Linked DNA regions of Ovis aries: region 2 is linked to region 1. A link is a contact called in public Hi-C data. All regions are on one chromosome and are shown on one strand. Each heading gives the region's core, a stretch centred on a gene start, on an enhancer-like site or on the middle of the called end of the contact. The rest is flanking DNA. Distances are from core to core; before and after follow the strand shown. Region 1 holds the start of CROCC (ciliary rootlet coiled-coil, rootletin). Region 2 holds the start of CPLANE2 (ciliogenesis and planar polarity effector complex subunit 2).

What was found. Hi-C and Micro-C count contacts between places; a contact is called where the count stands out from the background.
Region 2: a Hi-C map of tail adipose tissue shows a contact between it and region 1, with 5 times the contacts expected there. The contact joins the promoter of CPLANE2 here to the promoter of CROCC in region 1. A contact is called at or near these places in 4 of 16 Hi-C or Micro-C datasets (hypothalamus, liver, muscle and 1 more).

Annotation. Positions count from the first base shown.
Region 1 is chr2:249,341,696-249,344,550 of ARS-UI_Ramb_v3.0, forward strand. It overlaps CROCC (ciliary rootlet coiled-coil, rootletin), which reads right to left and starts at 1,544. Exons shown (of 36, transcript XM_060411520.1): 1 at 1-1,544.
Region 2 is chr2:249,562,100-249,564,915 of ARS-UI_Ramb_v3.0, forward strand. It overlaps CPLANE2 (ciliogenesis and planar polarity effector complex subunit 2), which reads left to right and starts at 1,395. Exons shown (of 5, transcript XM_060411542.1): 1 at 1,395-1,868. The coding sequence starts at 1,757.

The sequences.
Region 1 (2,855 bases), core at 294-2,793:
GACAATGAAGGACAGGGGAGCCTGACGTGCTGCAGTCCATGGGGTCGCAAAGAGCCAGACATGACTGAGCGACTGAACCCAGGTGCTGACAGGCTCGTGGCCTTCCCAGCCCACTTCTGGTCCTGCCTGTCCCTACAGAGCCCTCACTTCCAGAATGTTGCTCACAGCATTGAGGTCTGCGCTCCGAGCCTGCTCTGAGCTCCAGGGTCTGTGCTCCCCACTTCTTGCCCGTCTCCCCAGTGGACCTGTCCAGGCCCATCTGCACCAGGTCTCCCTTAGGGCTGCCAGTGCCCACACCTCGCAGGCAGCCCACACTGGCGTCCTTCCACACTGCTGGCTGTTAACCTCTCATTTTCTCGTTCCATCCTCCATCCCCTTTGAATTTTTCTGTGAAGGGGAATTGTAGGCTACAGGTTCTAGGGTTATGTCAGCTTTACAGGTAAGGAGACCAAGACGTCGCAAAGGTGCAGTGGCTTGCCCGAGGGCACACAGCGTGAAGTCCAGTGGGTCTCACCCCATGTTCTTTCCTCTCCACCATGGCACTGCCTCCGGAGGTTTTGGGAGGGACAGCAAACACAGCTCCTCTGCTGGACCTTCTTACCCCGGGGCTCCCAGGAGCCCACTGCAGGGAAGCACACACTGGCATCAGCCCTCCCCCGCAGGCTGCACGCCCGCTGCCGTGCTGACCTGGGGCTCTGTTCAGCTCAGCCCGACCTGTGGGCATTTGAAAGCGTAGGGCTGCGAACTGGGTCACTGCCCCATAACCAGGTGGCACCCAGCCCTGCGCCCCAGGTCTGGCCACCAGAAGGGAGTTATGCCTGCTCCACTGTGGAGGGGTCTAAGTCTGCGGCTCCGGTAATGGAAACACGTGACTGGGACTTAGTACCCACATGCTGCTAGGGCCAAGTGCTTGCCAAACCCAGGTGCTAGGCTCGGTTGGACTCTGCACCCCATCGGCAAACCACATTAAGCAGGAGGCTTAGAGGACGTGTGTTCTGGTTAACTGGACCTGCTGGATACCTTATGCTTTACTGACAGGGTCTTATAATGCCTGACTTTTTAAAAGACCCTTTTTAAGCCTTACTTATGGCTGTGCTGGCTCTATGCTTCTGTGCCCGCTCTCTCCGGCCGCTAGGGGCGGTAGCGTCTTTGTTCTGGTGCGCAGGCCTCCCACTGCAGCGGCTTCTGCTGTGGAGCACGGGCCTTGTTGCCCCGCAGCATGTGGACTCCTCCCGGACCAGACACCCAACCCGTGCCCTGCAGTGGCAGCATGGGCCTCACCGCTGGACTGCTGGGGCAGTTCCTGAGGCACATTTTACATTAAGGGCACAGACCAGTGCCTTGCAGACGTAAGCAATAGCTGTTGTCACAGAAAGGGAAAGTGAGGCCCCAAGGGGCAGGTTAAGTGACCTACCAAGGCCATCCTGCCCTCAAGTGTGTCCAGAGCCTTCTTTTCCTCTGACTCCCATTCGATGCCCTTCAGTCGCCTTTTGTATTAGTTATCTGTTGCTGCCTAATGACACCTCCGCAAACGTGGCAGCTTCAGACACATTTACTCACTGGGTTTCAGGCTTCGGGGGTCTGGGCACAGCTTGGCTGGGTCTCTGCAAGGCTGCTAAGGCTGGGGCTCATCTGAGGATCCACCGGGGAAGGGTCTGCTCCCCGGCTCAGGTGACTCTGGCAGCATCCAGGTCCTTGTAGACCGCTGACCTGAGCGCTTCAGCTTCTTGTTGGCTGTCGGAGAGGCTGATTTTCCCACCTCGACGCTGTGGCCCTGGGACTAGGGCAAGTCACGCGACGTGGCAGTCGGCTTCTTTAAAGCCAGTGAGACACAAGTTGCGATGTTATAGAATCATGAAGATATCTTGTAGTCTCAAAACCCTCAAACCCAATACCTACCTCCTATCCCCAACCCCAGCGTTTGGAAGCTCCAGGCAGGGATCTAAGTGAGGCAATGCATGGCTCAGCACTGGGGGCTGTCCTGGGGACCCCGGTCCCACAGCTGGGACTTGAGCTGCTGATGCACCAGACTGTCCCCTGCCCTACAGACCCCTCCAGGCGCTTTCCAGGTTGTTTTTCTGACTGCGGTTTCTTCAGCAGCACCATTGGGAGTAACAGTTCTGGACGCAGCACCTGAGTCACAGGATGGGCACCTGCTGGTGGCTTAGATGCCTCGTCCAAGTGACACCTGGCTTAAGGAGACCGTGGCACACATTTTTACCATGAAGACAGTCTAGATCAAAGCCCACGTCTGTCTCCAAGACCCAAGGGCTCACCTTCAACGGCACATGGTTCCTGTCAAGGGCCTCCTCTAACGCTAAGCTGCTTCTTTCCTAGCCTCACAGCAGCAGCAGCAGCAGCAGCAAGGCACTTAGAGAAGACGGGGAGTAACAGCAGACAAAAAAGTTGACTCCTCCTGAGAATCCCTCGATGCAATTTCCTTTTCCTTACTTAAAGGGCAAGAGGGCGCTCAGTTCCAGTTTTCTTTGTCCTTTGCTGTTGTCCAGTTGCTCAGTTGTGTCAGCCTCTCTGTGACCCATGGACGGCAGCACACCTGGCTTCCCTGTCCTCCACCATCTCCTGGAGTTCACTCAAACTCACGTTCACCATCCAACTAACTTCTCCTCTGTCATCCCTCACGCTGCTTACCAGTCAGAGGGGCCGTTTCTATAGGCAACGGTGGACGCACATCTGTTACAGAGCCCACAGGCATGTAAACGCCACGGCCTTCATCTTGCTTTTAGGTCTCTGCCTGGACACCCTTACTGTTTAGGGGCCTGCTTCCTTGCGGAGGTCTGGGCAGGAGGCAGGGCTTGCCCCCACCCTAGAGGGCAAGAAGCCCGGAGCGTCCCAGA
Region 2 (2,816 bases), core at 145-2,644, 220 kb after region 1:
AGACCCAGGGCCTTCCCTGGTGGCCCAGTGGCTAAGACTCTGTCCCAGTGCAGGGGCCCTGGGTTCGATCCCTGGTCAGGGAACTAGGTCCACATGTTTCAACGAAGACCTGGTGCAGCCGAATAAATAAGTAAATGATGAAACACACACACACACAAGACCCAGTGCGGCAGACCAGAGACGTCCTTCAGAGTCCAGCCACCCTGCATTCTGAGTCTAGTTTTCCCACTGACCACCTATGTGGTGTAACTTCAGATAATCCCATTGCCTCTGAGTTTCCTCACCTGTAAAATAAAAGAAGGGTAACAGTATTTCCTACACAAGTTCGTTTATGGAGTAACTAACCTCTCTAAAGCATCCACCGTCTGGCACTTAGTCGGCCTTCAGTGACGGTTAATCATAGCGCGAGTGCTCTTTGCGGCCCCAAGGAACGTGGTCCACCAGACTCCTCTGTGCACGGGATTTTCCAGGCAAGAACACTGGAGTGGGTTGCCGTTTCCTTCTCCGGGGATCTTCCTGACCCAGGGATTGAAACGGATTCTCTTGCATTGCAGGCAGGTGGAGTCTTTACTGCTAAGCCACCTGGGAAGGCTAATTCATAGACTTTACACACCAGTGATCTGCCCTCCTTGAAGGCATGCCAAGAAGGTACTGGTAAAAAGTGTAGTGGACAACTCTTCAGTAATGAGCTATTTTGCATACTGTCCAGCTAAGGGGCGGTGACAGGCCTGGTGCCCAGTGTGGGGTCCTGGGGAGGGGCTCACAGCCCATGAATGGAATGGAATGTCACCTCCAGGAGGGCAGGGACTTCTTGTGGCCATTGCATTCCCAGCAGCTAGAACAAACCGGGCATATAACAGGCGCTCAGTAATTATTTGCTGAATAAGTGGCATCAGTCAATCAATCAAGAAATGAGTGACTGGAAAGCCTCAGACTCATTGTCAAGGCCTTGAGCACTCTCGGCAGCTGTTTCCCCGTCGGCGTAGCCACAGGGGTTCAGTTCATGTCTAGTTCCTGCCGAGCAAGATCAATAATAATGATACTATTATTACAACAATAATAAGTAAACGTACTGAACACTGCTAAGGACTTGTCACTGTTGTAAAGAATCCTAGGAGGTAAAAGCATTTTACCTCCACTTTATAGAAGAGGACACTGAGGCGCAAAGAGGCAGAAGCGGGATTTGGTCAAATTTTGGAAGGAAGACCAGGGCTGGAACAGAGCAATGGAGAAGGCCAGACCCGGCCCGGGAGCTCGCGCGGCCGCAGAGACAGACAGACAGACCTGCGCGGCCCCGCGGCCCACCCCGCCCCGCGTCTCCATGACGACAGCCTCCGCGCATGCGCCTCGAGTCCCGGCCCTGGGCGGCGGGACGCGGGGCGGGCCTCCAAAGCGGGTTACACCGGGTCCCCTTGTGCGCTGGGGCCGCCGATGTGAGCGCTAGTGGCCCCCGGAGTTGAGATCGAGGAGGCGGAGAAGAAGCAAGGCCGCATGACCTCCCCGGAGGTGACAAGCGGCTCGGAGGCCGTGCGAACACCGCCTGGGGCGGCGATGGGGTGACCGTCCTGCGCGATCGGCGCGATGAGAGGGAGCCGGGGTATTGCAAGGGGGCTTGGAGGCCAGAAGCCTCAATCGGAACAGTAAGAAGCTGGGGCTCCGCGATCGGCCCATCCTCCGGGGGGCGGGGCGCTCCAGGGAGGAACGTGCAGGCGAAGGCCACAGACCCAGCTTCCCTCTCCGTCCCCCGTGCCCAGCCATGGCCAGGCCGGCCGCCCCGGGCTCGGTGATTGTCCCAGACTGGCACGAGAGCGCCCAGGGCAAGGAGTACCTGGCCTGCGTCCTGCGCAAGAGCCGCCGGCGGGTGTTTGGTGAGCGCCCCCTCCGCTGCCTGTCCCGGGTCGGTGGGGCTCACCTGGGGGAGGGGGCGGGGGAGGGGAGGGGGCGAGGGGACCCTCCCCTGCCTGTTCCGGGTCGGGGGGGGTCACCTGGGGGAGGGGCGGGGGGCATAGACAGGGCACTGAGGGACGGCTCCACTGCTCTCCCCATCCTCAGGAACCTTAGAAGCCCCATCCTGGGGCCCCCACCCCCAAATCTCCCTAGATCTAATTCCATCATCAGAGCCAGGAACATGGAAACAGACAAAACACTGCCAGGAGCCCCTGTCAGCAGAGAGGCTGTTGAGTGAGCCCTCAGCCCGCGCCAGGCCCTCTGCTGGCCACTGTGTACCCTAGACCCAATTCAACCTTCTCAATAGGACTGCAGACTTGTCCAAGCTCCCCTAGTGAGTAAACACAAGCCTCTTCCATATCCTGCTGTCTCCAGGATAAGATACCCCTGTTCCCCAGGAAGAGGCTAATTCATCCAGCTGACAGGCCCGCAGAGGGGCCTGGCGCGGACTGCACTAACCCTAACCCTAACTGAGTCCAGCTTTGGCCAGGAAACACAAACCGCCAGCACGCGTGAGACGGGAGAGTGCGAGGGCAGCCCACACTTTAAGGCTTCCAGGTCCTACACTATGATGTCTCATAGTTTATACTTTTTTTGTTGTTGCAAGTTTTAGATTAAAAACACTGAGGGCTGCCAGTGGTTAGAGCTCAGTGCTTTCACTGCTGTAGGCCCAGGTTCAATCCCTGGTGAGGGAACTAAGATCTTGCAAATTACACGGCTTGGCAAAAAGAAAGAAACACTAAATTCATTAAATTAATTAGCTAATTTAAAACATTCATAAAGTTCTGAGAGTATTGATTCTAAGGAGCTCATTTGTAATACTTAAGAATACTTTTGCTATTTCTCCATTGAGGAAAGAATTAGGAAAA